Linked DNA regions of Mus musculus: all the other regions are linked to region 1. Evidence: chromatin contacts called from public HiChIP or PLAC-seq data. All regions are on one chromosome and are shown on one strand. The core of a region is the stretch at or near the end of the contact, and the rest is flanking DNA. Distances in the headings are between cores, read along the strand shown. Region 1 has its middle 15 kb from the start of 4930428O21Rik. Region 2 overlaps Evi5 (ecotropic viral integration site 5). Region 3 overlaps Evi5 (ecotropic viral integration site 5).

Evidence for each region. HiChIP or PLAC-seq counts read pairs in DNA pulled down with a chosen protein or histone mark.
Region 2: a BATF HiChIP or PLAC-seq map of CD8 T cells shows a contact between it and region 1, with 35 read pairs. The contact joins two enhancer-like sites. A contact is called at or near these places in 2 of 15 datasets of contacts at CTCF or cohesin (CD8 T cells and large pre-B cells), 23 of 484 Hi-C or Micro-C datasets (the BV-2 cell line, the Ba/F3 cell line, CD4 T cells and 17 more) and 5 of 115 datasets of contacts at active chromatin or transcription factors (CD8 T cells, acute myeloid leukemia, bone marrow-derived dendritic cells and 2 more).
Region 3: a contact with region 1 is called in a BATF HiChIP or PLAC-seq map of CD8 T cells, with 31 read pairs. The contact joins two enhancer-like sites. A contact is called at or near these places in 2 of 15 datasets of contacts at CTCF or cohesin (CD8 T cells and the G1E-ER4 cell line), 7 of 484 Hi-C or Micro-C datasets (CD8 T cells, the G1E-ER4 cell line, T follicular helper cells and 3 more) and 4 of 115 datasets of contacts at active chromatin or transcription factors (CD8 T cells, the HPC-7 cell line, bone marrow-derived macrophages and 1 more).

The regions. Positions count from the first base shown.
Region 1 is chr5:107,686,142-107,689,984 of GRCm38.p6, forward strand. No RefSeq gene overlaps it. Among named protein-coding and RNA genes, the nearest start is that of 4930428O21Rik, 15 kb to the right of the region's middle. RefSeq lists an enhancer at 621-2,848. Within about 2 kb of position 1,995, at least 218 of the 459 cell types and tissues checked have an H3K27ac peak or open chromatin away from gene starts, as enhancers often do. A contact at or near this core is called in CD8 T cells, T follicular helper cells, Th1 cells and 4 more, where this site is marked.
Region 2 is chr5:107,775,678-107,779,520 of GRCm38.p6, forward strand. All of the region lies in intron 18 of Evi5 (ecotropic viral integration site 5), which reads right to left. Among named protein-coding and RNA genes, the nearest start is that of Gm42147, 36 kb to the left of the region's middle. Within about 2 kb of position 1,729, at least 26 of the 459 cell types and tissues checked have an H3K27ac peak or open chromatin away from gene starts, as enhancers often do. A contact at or near this core is called in CD8 T cells, Th1 cells, Th17 cells and 2 more, where this site is marked.
Region 3 is chr5:107,752,816-107,756,658 of GRCm38.p6, forward strand. All of the region lies in intron 19 of Evi5 (ecotropic viral integration site 5), which reads right to left. Among named protein-coding and RNA genes, the nearest start is that of Gm42147, 13 kb to the left of the region's middle. Within about 2 kb of position 2,171, at least 49 of the 459 cell types and tissues checked have an H3K27ac peak or open chromatin away from gene starts, as enhancers often do. A contact at or near this core is called in CD8 T cells, T follicular helper cells, bone marrow-derived macrophages and 1 more, where this site is marked.

The sequences.
Region 1 (3,843 bases), core at 745-3,244:
GGCAGTCTCTAGATGGTCCATCAACCAAGGCAACTCTTATAAGGACAACATTTAATTGGGGCTGGCTTACAGGTTCAGAGGTTCTGTCCACAATCATCAAGGCGGGAACATGGCAGCATCCAGGCAGGCATGGTGCAGGAGGAACTGAGAGTTCTACATCTTCATCTGAAGGCTGCAAGGAGAAGACTGGCTTCCAGGCAGCTAGGATGAGGGTCTTAAAGCCCACGCCCACAGTGACACATTCCAACAAGGCTACACCTACTTCAACAGGGCCACACCTCCTTAATAGTGCCACTCCCTGGGCCAAGAATATTCAAACCATGACAGCTAGACACCAAGCCCCCAGGATCTGCTTGTCTTTGCCCCCAGAACTGGGATTACAGAACTATGACACTACACCTGGTCTTTAATATGGGTACTGGCAAACTAAACTCCAGGATCCATGTTTATACGGCAAGTTCTCTTCTAACTGAGCCATCTCCCTAAGCTCCCCCAAGTTTCTTACTAAAAATATTCATGACTCTTACATAAAAAACAAAACAAACAAACAAACAAAAAACTTAAAAGAGGTTGATGATGAGATTGGGAGAAATTATTAGCCTTGAGGAAAATATGGCCAGAGCGCTGAGGAAGAATTCAGCTTAGGGAGGGAAAGGACACCCTGAAAATATAAAGAAGTGGGGGGATCTGGAGATGAAGGTCCCAGGTGAGGATGGTGGAAATGGGAACTGGTCACCAGCACAAACCACAGCAGGAAGAGCTGGAAAGGTTTCCAGCAGCTGCTGTGGGGATTCAGGAAGTCAATTAGCAGTAAGAGAAGACAGCAGAGGGGGCTCCAAGGGAGGACCCAGCTACCACGAGGAGTAGGATCTGATCCTGCTGCCAGTAAATGTTTTAGCTGCAGCCAAAAAAGATCTATATGGCCTAGCTAGATCCATCCACTCTGCACAGGTTTAAGGCAAAGCCTGGAGTCTGGATGCCTGGGATTCAATCTGATTTCTAATTTCAGGAGAACTTGTAAAGGTTTTATTTATTGACTTTTGCTAACACTTTTCAAGAATACCCTTCCCTAGGTGGGTGTAGTAGGCACATCGTTAATATTTTACAGGAGCCACGATGAACAAAATGTGAGCATTTAAAATAAGGATGCATCTGACTCTACAGCTGTACAACCCTAATATCATCCATCACACCGTAGTCCCGCCCTCCAACTCAGTGGGGGAGGAAACAAATTAAAGCAACAGATTACAAGCATATCACTGCAGGGCTGAGTGTTTAACATGCTACCACATATTTGGTTTCTGTTCTTTTAAATGCTCACTTGAACTATATGTCCAAAGAATTGTAGGTCTCGAGTAGGCCAAACCAAGGGTTGGAGGTTTCCCATCATGGTCTCCACATGGGCTCCTTTGTTTACACCTAAGCTATCCTGCCACAATAAAGAAATGTATATCTAATATATCCTTGACCTAATCCACCTTTTCCTAGCACCAAAGCCCACTTTGTAACTCTTCCTAAAATGTGCCCACGTGTGTAGGAAAATCCTGACACAATGGAATCTCTTCCCAGGAGGAAGTCTCAGAGGGTACTTCAGACAAACCTGGCCCCTCAAACCAAACCTGTCCCAGGTTCTCCGAAGCCTCCTTACCCTTCCTCCTGACTCCACACGTGACCACGTGTACTTGCCTAGCAGAGGTTGGGGGGGGGGGAGAACAGAAACAATATCTGCTAAAAATAAAACTGAAAATAAACAAAAGTGCAAGCACGAGCTTTACAGGATGGCAACGGGGCATCACGCGCGCCTCACCTCGAAACCAGCCTCGCGGAAGCTGAAGTCCAGCCATGCGCTGCACACACGAAGCTACGAGCGGGCCGCGCTGGGGCTCATGGGGGAAGTGGGCGGGGCGTGGGAGAAGGGGCGGGGCGCTGCAGCAGCTGCGCCGGCCTTGAGTGGAAGCTGGGGACCCGCCCCGCTTCACGCCCGCCTACTTTGCAGCCATCGACCCTGCAAATATTTACCTTGGGATCCGAGAGACTGAAAATATCTAGCCGGAGCCAGATGCGTCGCGTGTCTGTCCCTGAAATATTAGCCAAAGGAGTGATTTAACAAAATCAAATGGCGGGTGGGGCGCCTGCCTGGCGGAGCTGTTGACTTTGCGCCAGCTCTGGTGGAGCAGCCGGTGCTGCGAGTGATTCCGGAGAATGCCAACAGCTGGGAAGCAGGCCAGACCGCGGAGGCAAAGGGTCTGTTTTGGTTTGGGGCGGATCGTTTTACATAAATCAGAGATGTGGATATACACCTTCCTTAGAGGCTCTTAGAAATGCTCTCAAAACAGCCCTGGGGCAGTACACCCGGAGGTGGTTTTGTCTTTCTTGGCTAAAGAAAGAACACTTGCGAACTGACAAGTCTGAGAAATCCAAGTGGGAGCGATGCTCAGGTCCCTTCTGAAAGCCAGCTGCTGGGCTGTCCTGCCAGCGCACTGGCTAGCAGGGTTCACTAGCTCCGTTTACAGTGGACAACCTGCGAGTGAGGGCCATGAGACTCACTACCTTCCAGGGCTGCTTTGTGACAGTGAGTGAGCTTCTCACGGATCGGTTAGTGCCATGGTAGTGTTGAAACAAGCTGTTTGTGAGGGAAGACTTCAAATGCAACTCCACAAACCTTTAGCGAAGAATCCAAAGGGGATCATTTGATGACATCTTCGAACATAAAGAAAATACAAGGCATGAGCAAGAACAAATAACTCCTCCCTGTAAAAATAAATAAATAAAAGATATATCAGGGGTGTGGCCTCAGTGGATGGCGCTACCCTGACACAGGCAGAAACACACTCACAGGAGGCAAGCTGAGCTCCACTCCAGAGAATTCCCCAATCCTAGTTAGTGGTCTTCAGAAAATCGTAATCTGTGTCTAGTCCTCTCCTGTTTAATGGTAAAATTGAAAGCTGACGATTTTATTCGTTAGTGTTAGGGATAAAACCAGGTTCTAGTGCATATCAAATAACCATAAACTCTGACACTGAACTACAAATTCCTCAGCTCCTGGTTGGTTTATTGGGTTTTTCGTTGATGCTTTTTACATTTTAAAAACACTTAGTTATTGTGTATGTATGCATATCAGAAGACAACTTTTAGGAGTCCGTTTTCTCCTTCCGCATTGTGGTTCTGGGAATCAAACTCAGGTCCTTAGGATGAGGAGCAAGCAATGCTGAACCATCTGGCTGACCCCTGTTCGTCTCCTCCCGACCCTTGCTTCTCTGTGTTAACATAAGCCCTGTAATATGAAAACTAGAGTTACCAAAATGGTAACTCCAGCTTCTAAGTCACTTGCTATAAAAATCGCCTATTAGCTCCTGCCTCGCCTTTTCAGCACACAGCCTGTGCAAGACGGCCTCTATTCTGAGGCCACTGGCAACCTCTCACCTGGAATTCCAGGCTCCTGTTAGCTGATCAGCTTTCCAGAAGCCCAAGCAAGAGGCAAAGGAGTTTGAGGTCTATGCCCATCTCCACTCCTAGGAAGCTGGGAAGGCTTCCTTTCCCTGGGTCTGTAGAATGAGGTTCTTGGTATGATGGGGTCTTTATAGCTGGATATTCTTTTTTTTTCAAGATTTATTTATTATTAAATGTAAGTACACTATAGCTGTCTTCAGACACTCCAGAAGAGGGTGTCAGATCTCATTACGGATGATTGTGAGCCACCATGTGGTTGCTGGGATTTGAACTCAAGACCTTCAGAAGAGCAGTCAGTGCTCTTAACCACTGAGCCATTTCTCAAGTCCCATAGCTGGTTATTCTTAATATCTAACTGTACCCTTTCTCTTCTTGTAACACAAGAATACCAAT
Region 2 (3,843 bases), core at 479-2,978, 89 kb after region 1:
ATAAAATAAATAATTCTTTTTAAAAAAAAATCTTAAAAAAAAAAAAAGATGTCTAAGTATCACATCACCACCCTGGAGCTGTCGCTATGCTGGAAATGACTGTCCCCACATGTACCATACCCCTTTTTTATATGTACAGGCCCTCCTCTGGGGTGTCTGAAGACCGCTACAGTGTACTCATAGCAACAAATCTTTTAAAAAATCATAACTTGGTACAATTTCTAACACTAAAATATATATTATATATATGCATAAATACACACCATCAAAACAAAATAAAAACATTTTGTTCAAAGTAATTTTATAGCTATGCATCAAGAAGGCTGGCAAGATGGCTCAGCAAATAAAAGTAGGAAAGCCTGACTTTGCGCTAAAAGAGGGAAGTAATGAGTCCACAAAGTTGCTCCATGTTCTCTATGTGCAGCATACTGTGGTGTACACATACCCACATTCACACCCACATGCAATAAAGTAAACAAAAAATCAAAAAGAACACAAAATAAATCTAAAATAGAAAGAAAATGTAAGCAGTGATTAATAAAATAGGTTTACAAATGTTCAGAGATAGCCATGGTGGCACATGCCTGAATTCAGCACTCAAGCCAAGACATAAGGATTTTGAATCCAAAGCCAGCCTGGGCTATACAAGACCATGTCTCAAAGGAGAATGAGGTCTTCAGTGTGCACACTTGCAGCAGTTTACTAGCATCATGTCAGCATGCATTCTACAGTGCACGATGTGCTGGCCACTCTGACGTTTGCTTTCCAGATTACATATATGTGCTGGCTACTGAGTCCACTGGCTCTCCCCTTCCTGAGTTTTCTTCAGATACCTGACATACAAGCAAAATTTTCACCTAAAACATGGTTTTTAAATTTTTATAGGAAGAGGACCTTGGTCCTGTGAAAGTTATATGTCCCAGTATAGGGAACTGACAGGGCCAGAAAGCAGGAGTGGGTGGGTTGGTGAGCAGGGGGAGAGAGGAAGGGATAGTGGGTTTTCAGAAGGGAAACTAGGAAAGGGGATAGCATTTGAAATGTAAATAAAAAAATATCTAATTTTAAAAAAAGAAAAAAATTATATATTACTTCTAGAATTTGAAATAATTACTTAATAGACCTTGTTATTTTAGTCCTGTTGGCTAAAATTAAAAACACTTGTTATAAATAAATATACAACCCTAAAGGAAATAACAGAAACAATTAGTAATCTCCCCCATGTTCTCTTCATAAAGATTTCAAAATAAATCTAAGGTTATACATAGGATGTGGGTTCTCTCTGGGAGTAGTATTACAGAAGGTCTGTGGTATTAGCAGGGTCATGACACAACACAGGTTGCTTAGTCTTAGATGCAAGTGTAGAGCTTACATTTTTAAAGTATTTTTTATGTTACAGACACAGAGAAAAAAACTACCAAAGAAGAGATTGTAGCACACAAAGGCAGAGCCAAGCTCTCTCGCCTTCAAAACTACTTTGTTTCTACAGAATACTTTCAAAAAGCTATCTCTTAACTATTTTAAAGGTTAAATAACATTTTATGGCTATATTATGAAATTAGGTTCAACGGTCAGAGAGGCCACAATATTAACTTACAGCAGAGTGAGGACTGTTTTGTTCTAATTGGTTATTTTCAATTCGTCTATTACAGCCAAAGGCCTTATGCATTGGAACTGCACTAGATGACTGCAAGACAGTTGACAGGTTGCACCCTGAGCCAAATGGTGCTGAAACAGAGAACAAGCACTAACTTTAATAAGTTATTACTGATTTCCAACGCAGTCCCAAGGACAGGGAGCACCCTGGCTAATAAGTGAAGTAATACTGAAACATTGAAAACAACCACTAACTTTAATAAGTTACTACTGATTTACAACGCAGTCCCAAGAAAAAAAGTTAATCAGAACAGAAGATGTGGTAAGTGGTAACCTCTCCATGACTTTGAGGTGACTCATTTGAAACATCTAAAAACAAATCACACTAACCTTGTGTGTAACTAACTGATGGATCCTCAAAACAGTTTCCTGTAACTTAAAGTTATGAACACAAAGTTTGAGTAGTCTTTTTAGTAACCAGAAGAAAATGAAAACACATTTGAGTATCTATAAGATATGTGTTCTGAAAAGTACAGAGGAAGAAAAGAAGTCAGACTTATTTTTCTAGCATTTTTTTCATGGCTAAGTTTGACTTACAAAGAGAAACACATACTAGTATTTTAGAGTGACATTTCTGACAAGATTGGACAAATGTACACATGAAAAGATCAGCCTTAGACACAAAAGCTAGAAAATGTTTCTTATAAATTGTAGTTTAACTAGCAGTGAATTATTTTTGTTACAGATATTTAAAATTCCACATAATTCTAAGTTTCTAAAAATGATGAGATATAATTTACATTAGACATTATTTGAAATAATCTTAGGTTTAAAGAAAAACTGAGAAGGTATTTCCATGTACCGAGCAGGCACTTTCCCCATTAGCATCTTACATTCTTCAGTTATGTTTGTAAAGATTCAGGAACCAGTACTGATACATAATTATGAATGAAGCCCACAGTGTACTCAGCTCTGTTTTCTGTAGCTCCGGGCCTGACTTCCCCACTTGCTTTTTCTGTTGTAAGCATTGACCCGAGACATAGCAATAGATTTATTTATGACTTTAGGATCCTTTGGCTGTAACAGTTTCTCAGATTTGTATTTTTCTTTTTTCATGGCTTTGAGCTTCTCTAGTCAAGTGTTTGCAGACTGTCCACAATGGAACATGTGTGCAGGAAGAAGATCCTAAAATGCCATATACAAACTCTAATGACAAGACAGCAGGCAGGGTGGGATAGTCCCTATGCCCAGCTCTCTTTGTTGAGATAGTTACAAACTAGCTATTTCTACATTTTAGAATGCCTGAAGCAAAAGCCCTAAAAGAGAAATATTTTACAATTTAATTAAGTTGTTCAAAAGGGAAACAATAAAGAAATATACTTTGAGGATCAGATGGAATCTTATCAAACAGAAAGAAGTTTGCCAGCTACGACATAGCATATAAACTATCACCCACTGTGCAACTATTAATTTAGGAAGCTGGAAAGTACAAATCAATTACAAAGCTTTATGGTAAATTCCATAATTCAGAAATCACACTGTAATTTCACACCATTAAAAGGATTAAAATTTTAAAGTGGTAGTAAAGAGCTTATCACTTCCTTTCTATCTCTGTCAAAAGTGCAGGCTGCTCTGGGCACACTGATTTAAACCTAGATCCCACATTCTCTGTCAGAACAGAATTGTGAGTGGGCGTTTTCTAAGCCAAGAGTGGTTGGGGTATTGCCCATCTGAGGCATCCCTAGAGGTTATCTATTGGGCAAACTAGCAAAAGTGGGTAAATGTTACAAAGTACCAGGAACAGTACCAAAGTTAGGTTTGAGTAGACCCATACCATTTTAAATGAAAACTTTCCGTTATTTGTAACATAGCAGTACAAACGTAAAGCCTCACTTAGTACACAGTTTAATGTGGTTTTGATAAGACAACAAACATGCTTTTTTTTTTTTTTTTTAAATCACCTAATACAAACTCAGTTCCAGGACTAAGAATCAGGAAGCATGGGTTTAATTCTCACCTATTTTCCTCAACGGAGCTAAAATGAACTTTTCGATGCCTTGTCCCACTACTTGAAAAGTAGAGACAATTCTATATATTGTCAATGTAAAAACAGGGTTCAAACAACATTTGGATCCACAGAGCAGTGGAAAACACCAACAGAGAAAAGGTGATTTCTGCCATTTCCCACCACTCTAAAGATGACACACTCTTACAAGCATTACTCTAAACAAGGTTTAATTTAAGCATTTT
Region 3 (3,843 bases), core at 921-3,420, 67 kb after region 1:
CTTCTCAGCTGCTGAGAGTCAAATATGTACCACAGCACCAGGCACATTGCGTGTCTTTACTGAAAGCACAGCCCTGGGGCCTATAGAGATGGGTCAGTAGGTAAACTGCTTGTTACACAAGTGCAAGGCTCTGAGCTCATGTCCTAGCATGCATTAAAAGTTGATGTGGTGGAACACAGCTACAGCCCTATCACAAGGAGAGGGTGGAGACATGCCCCATTAGAGACCCTGTCTCAAGAAATAGAGGGGGCTGGAGAGATGGCTCAGTGGTTAAGAACACTTGCTGTTCTTGTAGAGGTCCTGGGTTTGGTTCTCAGCACCCACATGGTAGCTTATAATCATTTGTAATTTCAGTTTCAGGGGATCCAACATCCTCTCTTGGCCTCCATGGCCATAAGACATGCACATAATGTCACACATATATGCACATATATGCAGGCACACATATATGCAGGCAGAGCAGTCATACATGTAGAATAAAAATATAAAAAACTCCCACATACTCAAATGTGATTCAGAGCTGCCTCGCAAGTTGATCCTTGACAGTGATAAAAGCAAAAAAAGCACTGCTTACATGCAACCCAACTTATAAAATAACAAACAAAACCAACTTACTAGCCAAGTGCAGTGGCACAGACCTGTAACCCCAGCCTGGGCAATAAAATGAAACCCTATCTCAACCAAAAAAACAAAAGAATTCATTTATTCATTCAGTCATTGGGTTCTGAACCCAGGTCCTTGTCCATGGTTGAGAACATAGACAGGTCTGATGCTGGAGTTTTACATTCTACGGAAGCTTTCCAGAAAAGCACAAAACATTTGTTACTAGACATATATTTTATCTCTATCTTTAGTCCTTGGACTACAGGGATGATTTTAAAATCAGTTTTGAATAATTTAGCATTCTGATTCAGTAAGACGTGAACTACGTTAAAAAGCTGGTAGAATTTTGGACAGGCCCTGAGCACATTCATGCCACCCATTTCCATGTTAGATGCAAATATCAGCAATCAGACAGACGGAAACACACGGGGAGCGGGGCAGGAGGGAGGGCGCTGCTTCTTACCTGATGTGCACTACTTCATCATGTTATGCGTGAAGAAACAGAGTAGAAGTAAGAACATGAAGAATGTATATAAACAACATTTAAGATACTGGACACATTTATCACAACTTTAAAAATTAATAAAACCTTAGTCCTGCACTAACACAGAGAAATCAGAACTCAGGCTTTCTCTGTGAGCATGGAAACCCCAACAATTTGGCACTGACAAAGGAGGGTAATGAGATCTATAACGCACAAAGAATAAGGCACAAAATGCTGTATAGTTAATAAGAAAACAGGAAACTGTTATGTTCATAGTCTGATGAATTTAGTTAGGCTTTGACAGGAAGCAGCAGAGTTTCTAACTGCATGATAGTGAAAACTCAAACACCAAAAGCTAGTAGCAACAACTACAACTATTTCACATTAAGATTGGCACTAAAATTTTCGAATAGGAAGAATCTGCAGAGATTTTAAGTACATGTAAGTATTTTAGAACTACCATCAGTCTACTCTAGAAACTAAGCCACAGTATGCTAAATTTCTTTGTAAAACAAACAATTGACCTAATTTCAGAGTTTTGAAGCTTCTAGATAGAGACCAATACTAAGTAGCAGAGAAATCTGTGCTGAGAAAATCCGGTAACCTGGGCAAGTGCCCCCGGAGTCAAGGGAGATAACATGTTCTCTCTGTGTTTGCATTTTTTACGGCACATTCTAGAATATCATTAACTTATCAAGAACTAGAGTTCATTTTTACTTGATTTTAAAGAGACATGAATGGCATTTTTCCAATTTTGACATCTAAACAAAGTAATTCTCACAATTAGTAAGATATTAATAAAAACATTTATATGGCATTTTATAGATAATGATGTATATTATTCAAGTTAAACTAACTTCTCCATGTGTGAGCAGAGATTGCATGGTCCAGACAAGTTCCACATTCTGAGATTTAAAAATGAGGAAAGAGCACTGGGTATTTTGAAAGACAATCAATCCACAACAAAGTGGAAAAAGCCATCCGCATACCAAAAAAACCCCTAACCAAATGAACTTTGATCACTCCTAGACAAGGTCTGAACTATTGAAGTGAGTCATGTGAGCAGCAAACAGTTGCAGTAAGTTTCCAAGGTTGAGTCATATCAGATTGCAGAGCTCCATCTGTACATTTGCCTTTGTGTATCAGTGTCTGTAAAGCACAGATCTTTTTAAGCTGAATAACATTTGTGTAGCAATACTCAACACCAATAACTAGCTATACATTATGCTTCATATAGGAAAGCGGGCATCAAGCATGATAGTCACATGGACAGTCACACGTGCAGCTAAGTTCTACACATCTATTTTGTTGGATTCTCTATAGAATACTTAATACTTTAATAGCTTTTTCCAGATTTCAGAATTGAAAACAAATGAAAATAGGTAATTGCATGATATATTTTCTTTCTTTTTTTCACCTGCCAAGCTGAGGATTACCCTGATCTCCTAGGCACAGGAATTGTAAATTATAACGTACATACAGCCAGGCCCCAAATTTTTCTTAATTATCAGCTTCTTTTAAAAAACTGTGCCGGGCGTGGTGGCGCATGCCTTTACTCCCAACACTCGGAAGGCAGAGGCAGGTGGATTTCTGAATTTGAGTCTAGCCTGGTCTACAGAGTGAGTTCCAGGACAGCCAGGGATATACAGAGAAACCCTGTCTCAAAAAACAAAACAAAACAAAACAAACAAAAAAACCAAACCAAACCAAAAAACTGTATTATAAACACAACAGAGATTAAAACTAGAAACAAGCACCCAAACCAAAAGATTTCCAGAATACTCAAATAGGAAACCAATAAAAGTGATCATCTGGAGATCGGGACTTCTTAATCACTGTATGCCAAAATCCAAAATCCTAAGATGCAATACTTAAGAAATTGTCTAGGTTAAAATACTGAGACACTTCACTGAAACACTAGTAACTTGAAAGAAAGAAAGAAAGAAAGAAAGAAAGAAAGAAAGAAAGAAAGAAAGAAAGAAAGAAAGGAAGGAAGGAAGGAAGGAAGGAAGGAAGGAAGGAAGGAAGGAAGGAAGGAAGGAAGGAAGGAAGCAAGCAAGCAAGCACAGCATTAGGTAAGTCATTTAAAAACACTGAAAACAATGGTTAATTCACATTCAGAAGCAGGGAAGATCTGTGTACCAACATGTGAAAGGCAGAAAGTTTGGAATTGGAGAACCTGATCCCGTCCAGAGTAGAAGGGAGGGAGCCATCTACAGACTGTCACACTAAGGAAGCTCTACACAGTCCTGTGGGTAAGCAAAGAGAGACTACTGCTGAAGGTCTTCTTCCTGGCAGCTGATGGATCTTCACACAATTGAAACCATTAGCAATATTTAGACAGCTGTGTAATGTCAGTGGCGATGAGGTTAGGCATGTATGAGGTTCTATGTAAATGTATGACCACTCACAGGAAATAAATCACTTCACACTTGTTTCAGTCTGCACTTTTAAGGCTAGATCAAAGCACTATGAATATTTCATTTGATTTAACCTTTAGATGAAGCATTAAAAAAACCCTCAGACTGTTAGCAAGATGACCTCATGAAGTCTTTCTCTTCTGACTGGACTGAATTATGTTAACAGGAATTGCTGGAGCTATATGATGGGCTTTTATCAATCAGATCAAGCCAATGTGTACCCACAAACAGTGCACCAGATGCTGGCAAACTGAAGGAGAACAAAACAAGCAAGGCTCCTGCCATCAGAGACCTTGTGTCAGGCAGAAGAGACTGCATCTGATGTTGGAGTATCAC